Regions from separate parts of the Gasterosteus aculeatus genome. Here region 2 is linked to region 1. Evidence: chromatin contacts called from public Hi-C data. All regions are on one chromosome and are shown on one strand. The core of a region is the stretch at or near the end of the contact, and the rest is flanking DNA. Distances in the headings are between cores, read along the strand shown. Region 1 overlaps msi2b (musashi RNA-binding protein 2b). Region 2 holds the start of msi2b (musashi RNA-binding protein 2b).

The links. Hi-C and Micro-C count contacts between places; a contact is called where the count stands out from the background.
Region 2: a contact with region 1 is called in a Hi-C map of skeletal muscle, with 5 times the contacts expected there. The contact joins the promoter of msi2b here to the enhancer-like site in region 1. A contact is called at or near these places in 3 of 6 Hi-C or Micro-C datasets (skeletal muscle and tail fin).

What each region holds. Positions count from the first base shown.
Region 1 is chr7:19,403,402-19,406,170 of fGasAcu3.hap1.1, reverse strand. msi2b (musashi RNA-binding protein 2b) reads left to right here. Exons shown (of 14, transcript XM_078107409.1): 12 at 2,668-2,769. Among protein-coding and RNA genes, the nearest start is that of LOC144410425, 26 kb to the left of the region's middle. Within about 2 kb of position 1,335, at least 1 of the 9 cell types and tissues checked has open chromatin away from gene starts, as enhancers often do.
Region 2 is chr7:19,598,529-19,601,297 of fGasAcu3.hap1.1, reverse strand. msi2b (musashi RNA-binding protein 2b) reads left to right here and starts at 1,448. Exons shown (of 14, transcript XM_078107409.1): 1 at 1,448-1,693; 2 at 2,089-2,129; 3 at 2,526-2,607. The coding sequence starts at 1,632.

The DNA.
Region 1 (2,769 bases), core at 86-2,585:
GTTGGCATTTCCGACAGTCTGTCTGTCTGAACTTCAGCACAGCGAACTGCAGGAACCGCAGACAGGTTGTCACTGCACAGAAGTGATTTTTTTCTGAGGGGTTTCTCGTCGGCCTGCTGTCTTAGCGTCGGCGTCGGCACGCTTGTGCGAGTGTGATAGCCCTGCGGACATAGTTCACTACGCGCTTCACTTTCTACAGATCTGCTAAGCAGTGTTAACTTTTATCGACAGCCAAGACCGCATGAGAGTAGAAAGTATAAATCACTCACGGCTCTTTAGCGGCAGTTTCTGTAAGTCTGATGTTTTGGGGTTGAGTTTGGTCGGCAAAGCACAGGTTTCTCTTACCCGAGAGGACACGTTTGAATCCTGAGCGAGTCAACACAATTTCTGTGCCCGTAAAATAGAATTCATATTTGTAGCAAAGCCTAACCCTAATGATATGAGAATCAGAGAGCACATTAAAGTAAATGGAATCACAATGATACCGTTTTTTTTAGTTTTAAGTTGATAAGGAGAATGTTTTTCAGGAAGTATAATTGTTTTTTTGGGTCTCCGTTCTGAGGCCTTACGACGATGATTACCAGCCGCAGGTCGCAGATTACCCGTGTTTCATTTGTCATTCCATTACCGTGCAAATACCGCGGGGAGCCGCCCCGCTCCTCGCAAAGCGCTCGGTCCACAGGTGGAGATCGTGCCACGCAGATTGCTAGCCTGAGAGGGAGAACAGGATATATGCATGTTGAGGACTAATATCTCCGTGATAAATGCTTTTTCCTTGTGCGCGGTGTCTGCTTCAGTATTTCAGCACAACATTTAAGTGAATAAAAATGAAGCAAATCAAACCTGGAAGTCACATGCTGGCAAAGTAGCACCGTGTTCAGCAAAGAGTTAGACGGTTGTTCATTCAAGTCGTCCCTTTTTTTCTCTGAGTACTTCACACACAGAAGCCCCCTCTAACGTTTCTGCAAGTACCAGAAGACCGAAGCATGAGAACGATTTAGCCATGTGATTACTCATGTAAAATAGGATATGAATATTGACACGCTACAACAATCTGACCCACGCTGCACTTGAGATTGTTTGCCTCCCAAAGACAATGCAAAACCATTTTCTCATCGTTTTAGATCAAATTAGATAAACCAGTTTCACAGGCAGAGGGGTCAGCCACACTTAGTGAAACATCACCGGTCATAGAAAATGAGGATTGCCATTTGGACTGAAAAAGTCCTTAATTTATATAATAAGCACTGGGGGCTGTGCATGCGAGATAAGAGCACTCGCTGCTCACAGTGTAAAGTCCTCTCAGTAAAACAGCATTGTCAAACGCACCAGATGTGTGCTTAGTGAGATGGCTCATCTTTGCAGAGTGCTTTGTATGTTTTTAGGTGCTTCTGTTGGACCTAGCGTGTCTAATACAGCTTTGATAGGAGCAGTGACACGTTGAACCCGGTGACAATGCAACAGTTTGTGTACTGTGCGTGTCAATGCATTGGATGTACTGCAGTGGCACTCTGTATTTCCTTACTTGTTCTACAAGGCCTTCCTCTCATGCATCATCGGGCTCATGAGCTCATATGTACACAAGATGGAGCATTTTCCTGTGGTCGGTAGATTTCTCTTCTTTTTAATACAGGTTTTTTTTTTCACGGTCTTGGGTTTGAATGAGGGTGAGACGAAGGGTTACGTGAAGCTGACAGACGAGGAGATTGCTGTTAAGAGATCGCTGCGTTTTTCTTTTCCCGCCCCGACTGTTTTTTTTTTTCCTGCATTGTGTTATTGGCCTTTAGTTGGCATCTCGATTTTCAAAAGACATTTTATTAGTCGGAGTCGCTCTTACTCACAGGGCAAAGGTAGTAAGTCATGTACAGTATTTATTTTTCCCCCTTCCCTTAGTCCCAAGTTTGGACCTTGCACATTAAGTCGGGTCATGCTTTTATATTTCCCCTTTATGTCTCCTTGTCTCACATTCCCTCTTTTGGTTTATGCCTGAAGTTACAACAGTGCACATAGAAGCTGAAGCACAGCTGAAATAATGGAGAATTTCTAGTACTTTCTCGCCGTTCTCTATGAATCATAGGTCATGTAGGAAAGCATAAAGTGGCATATCTCAAGTTCATGTATGGGTTGAAAACAATCACGTGAAATCTAAAGTCGGTAATATAATAATCCTGTGTTACTCTTCTTATTCAACAGCTAATGATGTTTTACAAGTACTCCTTCATTATGCATGGCAACATTAACACTGCAACCTTACTAGTTTATTAGCATGGTGGAAATATTTCCAGCAGTGTGCTTGTTTTGTGTTGTGCATGATTATACAAAGTGAATGTTATTCCTATGCATATTACACAAAGCATGTAGATTACATTCAGAAGATCATACTGGATTCAACCTTAATTTTGCTCTCCAAAAAATCGTGTTGAATCTAAATCCTGGATTTGTTTTCTTCTGCCGCTTGGTATCAAATCAAAATGAAAAGCTTTTATCAGTGAGCACTTACAATATCAACCAAGTCCTTCGAGACAACCGAGAATCCAGTAGTGTGTTCTTTTGATCGAAATGTTCCTTCTTTTTTGAGTCATATAGCAAGTAAGAGTCGTACTGATGCCTGTTGGGTGTTTCTGAGCTGCTCTGCCCCCCCCCCCCCCCTTCCGTGTTTGTATGCAGGTGCCAACCAGTCAAGGCCCGGAGGTTTCCCCGGTGCAAACAGTCCAGGGCCCGTGGCCGACCTGTACGGACCTAGCAGCCAGGATTCAGCTGTGGGCAACT
Region 2 (2,769 bases), core at 199-2,698, 200 kb before region 1:
GGCCACCATTTGCCTCCATTAATTTGTTTCACAGATAAAGACAGTCACAACGTGGGGTGTCCCCAAACTAATGACAGAGTCCTAGCTGTTAAACTGTCAAAAGTCATGTTATTTGTGGTTTATCTTAGTCATTGTTTCAAAAACATGCTGCTTGGCTAGATAAGAAATCCCCTCTGGTAGTGCCCCGAACAGTCAGCACAGACGGGCCTGTTAAAAAAAGAAAACTGTGAATAATGAAACAGGATCACTAGTCACGTTTCACGCGGAGCTTGGGACGTTTTGTTGTAATTATTCTTGTGCCACGACAAATGGAAAGTGCATTTATAGAGAATGTATTGTCTTTTTGTCTATCGAGTTCTGTGAGCGGAAATGTGGCGCGGATGCAAGAAAATGTATAATGCATAATTTAAAGCATAATTTGTACATGAGATTTCCTTTTCTTGTATTCTATAGATAGCACTGTGTAAGAAAATGTGTACCGAAAACATATATTAACCCACCGTGAAATGTTGTGCACGTTTGTTTACACATTCCTTTCTTTGCCTTCCTCGTCTTCTTCCTCGGGGTCACCAGAGGGCAGAGGCAGATTATCTCAACATGCCAGCTCTGCCCCCTTGCAGCTCATTACAGGTAATCTACATTAAAAAATGGCTAATCAATCCACTGCATGTATAGATAACTGTATTGATGTCTGCTGGTTATTCTTTGTTGGCTTTCATAAAGGTTCACCTCAATGCCTAATGTGTGTTGGGCACCTTTTAACTCATTTCGAATTCTGATACTCTGCATATTCTGAGCTGTAACTTAAACATATTTAAATGTACATGTTGTTGTTTATATTAACATTATAACATTGCATTGTTGATGCTGTAGCATTGCATTGATCCTTTTTAGAGCTGAAAGGACCATTAAATGTACACCAAGATAAGATGGGTTAAATGACCTTAATAAAAATCATCTCCAATGTGAATATGCTGTGTCATCTGTGTGAATCACCATTTTAAAGTCATAAAGTGCAGAATTTCATTTCAAATATTTAATAATTGTAAAACCCTTGCAAGCCATATACAATCAGGATCGTTTCAATATTAACATGTATGAGGAATTAACCCATTATCTTCGCTTCTGTCTGAGGGACGATATTGCGCGTCGGAGGAATAACAAGTTATTAAATTAGTACAAAGTAATCTTTGTAAAGGCTCACCTGTCGGCGGGATTATAATAAGCAAACATCGCTAATTAAGAGGACCCTTTCTTGGACAGAGCTTTTTTTAATTTATTTTTTTATTTAAATGCTATGTGTCCATTGATTTAGAAGAGCATTAAGCCACTTTCACCTCCAGTGGCTTAGTGCTTAATTAAATGACAAATCGGAGGATTGGTTTGCAGATTGCCTGAATTGACGTCAATTGGATTGGTTAGGTGACAGAGGCAGGCTCCGCCCCCTGTGGGCCAAGGTAGCGCGTGCTGAGAGAGGGAGGGAGGGAGCAGGGGGCTGAGCTGATCCCACGTGTGACGCTTTCATTCCCGGCTCAGTAATATTCTCATAGCGGGGCTTTGCATATCTCCTGCCCGTATCTGTGTGTGTCTGTCACTGTTACTGTAGTCCCAGCCTATAGTTTGAAATAGATATGGAAGCAGACGGGAGTCAAGCCACATCCGGAAGCCTAAATGATTCACAACATGACCCGGGGTAAGAATCTTTCCAAACGTATTCTACGGTCCGTTTTTTTTTTTTTGTTTGTTTTGTTTTGTTGCTTTTTTTTTCTTTCTTTCTTTCACGTTACAACATCTTAAGCGAGGACTTCGACTGCCGTGCTGGATTCGTCCCCCCACAGTACGCACTTAAACCGTGCACGGGTCCGTTTCCACGTTCAGTTGAAAGCCCCCCCTTCAGCTTTTGTAGCGAGAGTGTCCCCCCCCCCCCTTTTATGTAGCGAGACTATATCTATATTTATACATTTGCTAAGCGCCAGCGCGTTTCCACAGTCTCGCTTTTATCCCTTAAGGTCGCTTTTAGAAGTAGTTAGTCGTCAAAATGGCCGAACTGACATCTGGACTCACTTCTGTTGTGTTTTCCCCTTACAGTAAAATGTTTATCGGTGGCCTCAGCTGGCAAACCTCACCAGGTGAGACACTGTTGTTCTCTGTTCCGCCGTGTCCCGGTATTCCGTGTTGTTTTGTCGCTGTGACTGAGTGCTCGTTTGTGGCCGCGGCGGCGGCGGCGGGTGTAATGTGCGAATGTGCACCGTGCAGCAGTGTACTGTACGGGATATCTCACTAGTGTGTGTGTGTGCGTGTGTGTGTGTGCGCACCATGTTATTCTTGATCTCCGTCCACATGAAGTCCTCTATTCGACCCCTATGCGCATCGCGGGGTTTTTCTTTTTAAATGTTGTATTACTGTGTGTGTGTGTGTTCTTGTTTGAAATGCAGTGACAACAGCATAGCCATATGTTTCTGTCAAATAACACCCCCCCCCCCTCTCTCCCCTTCCCCGACATGTTTTTTGTTCTCTATCCACAGACAGCCTTAGAGACTATTTTAGTAAATTCGGAGAAATAAGAGAATGTATGGTGATGAGAGACCCCACGACAAAACGCTCAAGGTAAAAACGCCGGGCTTTTCCTCCTACTTTTCCCCTCCCCGGTGCATGTGACGGTATCGCTCACTTTGCCCGTGTTAATCCGCCGTGCATGTGTTGTGTCCGTGTGTGTGTGTGCGTGCGCGCGCGCGTATGTGTGTGTCGCTGTGTCCGCGCCTGCGTGTG